Linked DNA regions of Ovis aries: region 1 is linked to region 2. A link is a contact called in public Hi-C data. All regions are on one chromosome and are shown on one strand. Each heading gives the region's core, a stretch centred on a gene start, on an enhancer-like site or on the middle of the called end of the contact. The rest is flanking DNA. Distances are from core to core; before and after follow the strand shown. Region 1 has its middle 8.7 kb from the start of ZDHHC7. Region 2 overlaps USP10 (ubiquitin specific peptidase 10).

Evidence for each region. A called contact is a pair of places that touch in the nucleus more often than the background predicts.
Region 1: a contact with region 2 is called in a Hi-C map of hypothalamus, with 5 times the contacts expected there. The contact joins two enhancer-like sites. A contact is called at or near these places in 8 of 16 Hi-C or Micro-C datasets (blood, hypothalamus, mesenteric adipose tissue and 4 more).

What each region holds. Positions count from the first base shown.
Region 1 is chr14:10,647,937-10,651,371 of ARS-UI_Ramb_v3.0, reverse strand. No RefSeq gene overlaps it. Among named protein-coding and RNA genes, the nearest start is that of ZDHHC7, 8.7 kb to the left of the region's middle. Within about 2 kb of position 1,486, at least 7 of the 54 cell types and tissues checked have an H3K27ac peak or open chromatin away from gene starts, as enhancers often do. A contact at or near this core is called in hypothalamus, where this site is marked.
Region 2 is chr14:10,441,478-10,444,663 of ARS-UI_Ramb_v3.0, reverse strand. It overlaps USP10 (ubiquitin specific peptidase 10), which reads right to left. Exons shown (of 14, transcript XM_027977691.3): 3 at 397-457. Among named protein-coding and RNA genes, the nearest start is that of USP10, 33 kb to the right of the region's middle. Within about 2 kb of position 1,468, at least 16 of the 54 cell types and tissues checked have an H3K27ac peak or open chromatin away from gene starts, as enhancers often do. A contact at or near this core is called in hypothalamus, where this site is marked.

The sequences.
Region 1 (3,435 bases), core at 237-2,736, 210 kb before region 2:
ACTCCAATCTCCACATTAGTTATAGCTCTGTGCAGACTTGATAAAACTAGAAATGAAAGACTATGCATTATAACTGATGCCAGAGGAAGATCACAAGAGACCACGGTGAGCAACTATGGCCAGCAAGCTGGATAACTAGAAGAGGGAGGTCGATTCCCAGGATCAGAAACCTGCTGAGGCTGAGTCACGAAGAAACAGCATCCCCTAGAAGGCGCCAGCTGAGATGGACGCCACGGTGTGTTTGGGGAAGCGTGGCCAGTCATCACTGTTCTGGGGGATGCAGAGGCAAGTGTCAGCGGCACATACTTTGTTTTGAGGAATTTGTGGGGGCAACTTGAGACCTCAAATCGCTAAAGAAGCAATGTTCAAATCAAATGAAGCGTCTGGGGTTTAATTTTGCTGCTTCTGTTGCATCTCGTTCTGTCGCCCTTGAGGACGTCGTGTGGGACAAGTCAGGAAAGGAGATGAGAGGGCTCCTTCAGAGTCAGCGCCTGGCTGCCGTTGGGTCTGGTGAGGCTGCACAGGGCAGGTGGCCCTTGCAGGTCTGCCGTCTTGGAACAGCTCTGCTACTTCCCCCACCCTGGCCAGCCCAAAGGGGGTCACCCTGCTCGGAGGCCAGCGGCAGGTCTGTCTGAAGGCCTGGAGGCATCATCGGATCACCAGGTGCTGCTGGGCCCACTCTGAAGGGGACGTGGCCCTCCGGGTGCAGAAGCTCTGACTCGCTCGCAACACAGGCGCAGCAACCCTGAAGGCCTCTCCCTGACAGGCCAGGCATGGCACGGCCAAGCTCCACACGCCATCCAGCCACAGGTCCACCAGGAAACTCAGACTTACAGGCAGCAACCAGTCCTCCAACACACCAGTACCATCCCCAGGCTGGGAGAACTTGAGTTCCAAGAAAAGCCCCACGTACATAGATAAATAATGGTAACGATCGCCAAGATGTGATTTTTACATTTCCAGTTTCCAAAATGTCTTCCTCTGTGACCAGATCACATGTTCCCTATGACCTCCCAGGCTGGTAACAGTGCACCCATTTTATAGACCAACAGACTTTCATCGAGGTTCTCACAGGGAGGAAGGAAGGAGCGAGTCCACATGGACGTTTAGAATAAACACACTGTCTTCTAACCTAGATCCGTCTCTGCTTTTACTTTTTAAAATACTGAGTTCAGGGACTTTCCAGTGGCTAAGACTCCGTGCTCCCAATGCAGGGGCTCAGGTTCGATCCCTGGTCAGGAAACCAGACCCCGCAAGCCGCATCCACAACTGAAGATTTCCACGTGCCACGGCTCAGATCTGGCACAGCCAAACACATACAGGGACCTAAGAATTTTTAAAGCACTGAGTTTGAAAACAGTTAGTAATAACTTCCTTGAATAACAAGGAACCGAAAACAATAAATTAAACCTTCACTGATCCCAGGTAGCACAGGGCTGGGGACAATGCTGAAAGCAAAGGAGGGTCAGTCCTCAGCCTGGCGGCGGCATCGCATCCACCAGAGGGCGCCATTGGACAGCAAATGCACCCACACTGCACGCTGCAGAGGCCACAGAAAAATTCCCACACCATTGTCTCATCCAGCTTGCCAGTCCACAAATATTTACTGATTACCTACTATGTGCCGGCAAGGCCTCTGCCCTCAGTAAACACAAACACAAGAAACTGAATGTGTAATTATACACTGTGATTCATGCTAAAAAACAGCAGCAGGGAGAGGGAGCATTAGTGTCAGTGTGATGGAGACTGAGGATTCGGGGAAGGGCTGGGGCAGGGAAAGGTGTGGTGCTCAACTCTGAATTGGAGCTGGTTAAAATCGGAGAACTCGGGATGGAAGAGCCAGTGAAAGTCACATGTCAGCCTGCTGGGCTCAGGGGAGAAGCTGAGGAGTTAACACGTGCGCAGACACCGAGGTCATCCGCCGGGTGGAGTGGAGGTTCACCTGAAGCAGATTTCTTAGACACAGGCCAACCACCTTCCCCAAAGTCCAGGAGCGAAGCTCTGAAGATAAGGACTTCAGAGACATTTCCTTGTTGGGTGGGTTGTTAGGGCCTCAGTGGGAGCAGGGTTGGCCTCTGCTGTGGGGAGCTGGCCCAGCGTGGTGCAGGGGTGGGGGGTTAAGTGGCTGGGAGGGGTCTGCACATGGCCTTTCTCTGGCCTCAGCCTGGGTGATAGTCTGCATCTGGGTGCCAGAGGAGAGTTGTTCACTGGGTGGCTTCGCAGGCTGGCTGGCACACATGGGGTTCCGTGTCCCAGAAAGCTCAGTGACCAAGCAGCCTCCGTGAGGGTTACTTTGTGGGCAGACCTGGCTTCAGCCTGCGTGGCTGTGAGACATGGTTGAAAGAGGCAGATATGCCACACTGTCCATCCCTGCCACCTCCCAACTGTGTGACCTGGGGCCAGTGCCTCCACCTTTCTGGCCTGTTTCCTCATCTTTACAACGATGCAACACCACTTCCTGCCTCGTGCAGCCTTTGGGAGGGTTAGAAAGGAGGGGCCACAGAGGGCTGGCCAGGAGGGCTGGCGCACAGCAGGCACTCCAGAAACGGGCTGATGCTGACGGGCCATCCACTGGAGGGCTCTGCAGCCACGCAGGACCTCAAGCCAGACCTGGTGTGCAGGGGGCAGTCAGATTCTTCGTCCATCTTGCTTGCCCTTTCTTGGTTTATTTGGACTAACATGGAGTCCTCAGTTAAGATCTTGCAAGATTTTTTTTTTAACCAAATAAAAACATAACCAACTAAACAAAACCAAGCCCATTTATAACAAAGTCCCACCAGGGCAAACATTTGCAATCTCCCCAGAAAGCATTTTATCCATGGCAGGGAGGCCTGTGGAATTTTAAGAGGCTGCAGCTCGTGTCTTTGAAAACCACCAGCGACTTCGTGTTTGTCTAGGACTCTCTCCCCGCGGAGTACTTTTCCATATGCCCTCATTTCCCAGCAGAGCCTGAGGCCTGTGGGCAGCCAGTAAGGCGCTCTGCACTCAGAGTGATGCCATGGGGCAGAGGCTGCAGGCTGGTGGCCGTGACCTGGATCCAGCCCCCACGGGTGGCTCAGATACCACGGTCAGTTGCTAACATCTGCAAATCAGAAGATTCCACCTAGAAATGCAGATTCACGGCTGCTCGGGCCCCATTCTTCCTGGCCAGGTGCCTGGTGCCAGGGCAGCTGTCCCCACACACACAATCGTCAGGACAGCATTTGAATTCTTTTCAAAGGATCTATGGGGGCAAAATTCACATAAAACTGACCATTTTAAGGCATAACCCTCCCAGACTTCAGACAATCCTACAAAGCTACGGTCATCAAAATAGCATGGTATTGGCACAAAAACAGACATATGGATCAATGGAGCACAACAGAGAGCCCATAAATAAACCCACACGCCTAAGGTCAATTAATCTTTGACAAAGGAGGCAAGAATATACAATAG
Region 2 (3,186 bases), core at 219-2,718:
CCTGAATTCCCAAGAGCCTTGATGACAGGCGTGGACATAACCGCAAACTCAGGACAAGAGAAACAAGCTGCCACTGAGCCAGGTGGAAAGCACGTACTCAGAGACTTGCCAGCTCTGGGCCCAACAGCTGGTGCACTCGACAGAGAGCCCACTCCAGAACCCGCACAGAGAGCCTTGGCTATGATGGGTACACCTGTGCCAGAGGATCCTTAGGAAACAAACAGTAATGAGCAATTATTTCCAAAACTCACCTTGGAGGTCTGACACTTTGAAGCATAGAATAAACTTTAATTCATTAGCCAAAGTGGTTTGGTGATTAAAGCTACTGGAGTCTACAGCAAAAACGTCAAGCAGAAAGGGAAAGGAAGGAAGCCTGCCCCCATGGTGCGTGCTTACCGTCGGGGAGGTCACCAGCAGCCTGTGCGCCACACAGAACTGTCCCGCCGTACGGAGGAAGCTGCCCAGGGAAGTGGAAAACAGAGTTTAACTCAAAAAACTGTTAAAGTTCAACACATGCTATTTCATTAAAGCAACCCTCATTAAAAGGCTATTTATCCATGCAACTTCTCATAACACTTATTTTTAACAAAATAACACAGATGGGGAGACAGTAAGATTAAATATCTTCATTTTAAAACACCATTAGAAAGCTTTCCAATACTGATTGCTATTAAACAGATCCAAAAATGAGGTAAAAAATTAAAATGGGCTCCAATGGACACGTCAGTCAGCTACAAAAGGCTCATGACACACCCTCTGTTTCACAGGAGTTGCAGAGTGCACGTCGACTACTATGAACACTTGTTTTTGTCCACTGACCAGCACAGAGTCTTCGTGACCACCTGCACACACTGCTCACCGTCACTGCAAGTCCACTCAGCCACAGGCGGGAACCACGCCTGGGGACAGTGAACAAAGCAGCTGGGAAAGAAAAGCCTGAGAATCACGGCTCTCTTTTAACAGGGTGCCTTAAATAACTGGGTTAACAGCTGGCAACCACATTCCTTGTTTGGAAAAGAGACAGCAAAATGGCCAGTGCCTGGGCTCTCTGCAAAATGCAGGACGGTATCACGAATATGCCAATTTCTTTCCCTCCTAGCTATTCCATAATACTTAGGAAAGTGAAGTGAAAGTGAAGTCACTCAGTCGTGTCAGACTCTTTGCGACCCCGTGGACTGTACCCCACCAAGCTCCTCTGTCCATGGGATTCTCCAGGCAAGAGTACTAGAGTGGGTTGCCATTTCCTTCTCCAGGGGATCTTCCCGACCCAGGGATCGAACCCAGGTCTCCTGCATTGCCAGCAGACTCTTCACTGTCTGAGCCGCCAGAGAAGCCCAAGAAAACAAAAGGAACTGACCACTTTCTGGACTTGAGAGGAGTGCATATTTTCACCACACAGGGGCACTCCAGCACTCATCACGGCAAAGCACTGTGTCCCCAGGCGGGCTGCACTTGAGCCTAAAGTGCAAGGCCATTCCACACACGACTCCAACGCTCCCATCTGGTGCCCCAGCCTTTATCACTGGCGTGGACACACAGAGCAATTCAGTGTGTCTCGGAAAGCCACAAATCACGATGATGTCCCTCTGCAGTCACAGAAGACAGCAAACTCCCAGACACAGCCTTTATTCCACTGATGACACTAGGGTGCCCCCTGGTGATAAAAATCTAACTTGTAAGGCACTCAAAGTCTTGTTTTTTGGAATCAGACTGTACTCACAATCTAGGGAGTAGGAAAGCCCCTGGCATGCCCCAGGGCAATGCTGCTGTTTTCTGCTAAGTGTGTTTAAAACACTTACTTTGGTTTACTAACTTGGTAAGAGCATAACTGGGCATTACTAGAATGCCACAATGAGTTCAACAACAGAAAACGTGTGTGTTTTTTTTTTTTTTTACACTCCATACACTGCATATGGTGCCTGTGATGCAGCAAACCTCCATCAGCTCTAAGAAACCCCTTTATGGTAACTGGGTATAATAAAAATGCAGCAGAATAAAACTGCAAGAATTGTTCAAAGTTCTCTCTTTAACTATACAGTTACTTATAAGAACAGAGAATTTTCTAAGCAAAAATATATAATCTCACACACAAAAGGAAACTGAGCAATAGAAAAAGCTGAAATTTATTTGTATTAGATACAAAACCAAATCAACTTACTCTGAAAACAGTGCTACCATATTGTGAGGTCAATACTCAGGACCTTCAATAATAAGAAGGTAGTATTTTTAAATCTTTTTGCTATTGCTATGGGGTAAGGGGTAGAGCCCCACCACCCACACCCATACACACACACACTCAACACCACAATCTCAAGTTGTATTACATACCGAACTGAAAACAAAAACTTTAAAAACTTATTAAATGTTTTTATGACCTCAGGGAAGGAAAAAAATTTCTTAATATTTTAAAAATCCACAAACTATGAGGAAAAGAAATACAAGACATTAAAACTTTAAAATATACTCCCAAAGATTATTAACCCTATAAAACAGTAAGAAAAAAACAAGCCATTTGATAAAAATACAGACGAAAGATACAGAACAGGTAATTAACAGAAATAGAAATCTACTCTGCCAATGGACATATGAAAGTAATGTAATGGTGCTCAAATGTTTATAATCTGGGAGATTTAAATTAAAACGACAAAAATCTACTTACTCCATCAGATTAACAAAAATTTTAAGTATGTCTATACTGAGAATGGGGCTTTCCAGGAGATACTAGTGGTAAAGAATCCAAGTGTCAATACAAGAGACGTGGGTTTAATCCCTGGGTTGAGAAGATTCCCTGGAGAAGGAAATGGCAGCCCACTCCAGTATTCTTGCCTGGGAGATCTCATGGACAGACTGGGAATTATCAAAAATTTTTCTTTTTAATGGGGTCTAAAAGATCCCTATAGTTATGGCTATGGTCTTCCCAGCGGTCATGTAGAGTTGTGAGAGCTAGACCATAAAGAAGGCAGAACACCAAAGAACTGATGCCTTCAAACTGTGGTGCTGGAGAAGAGAAGGTCCTGAAAGTCCCTTGGACAGCAAGAAGATCAAACCAATCAATCTTAAGGAAAATCAACCCTGAATACTGGTTGGAAGGACTGATGCTGAAGTTGAAGCTCCAGTATTTTGGTCATCTGATGAAACCAGCTGATTCAATAGAAAAGTAGAAAAGTCCCTAATGCTGGGAAAGAT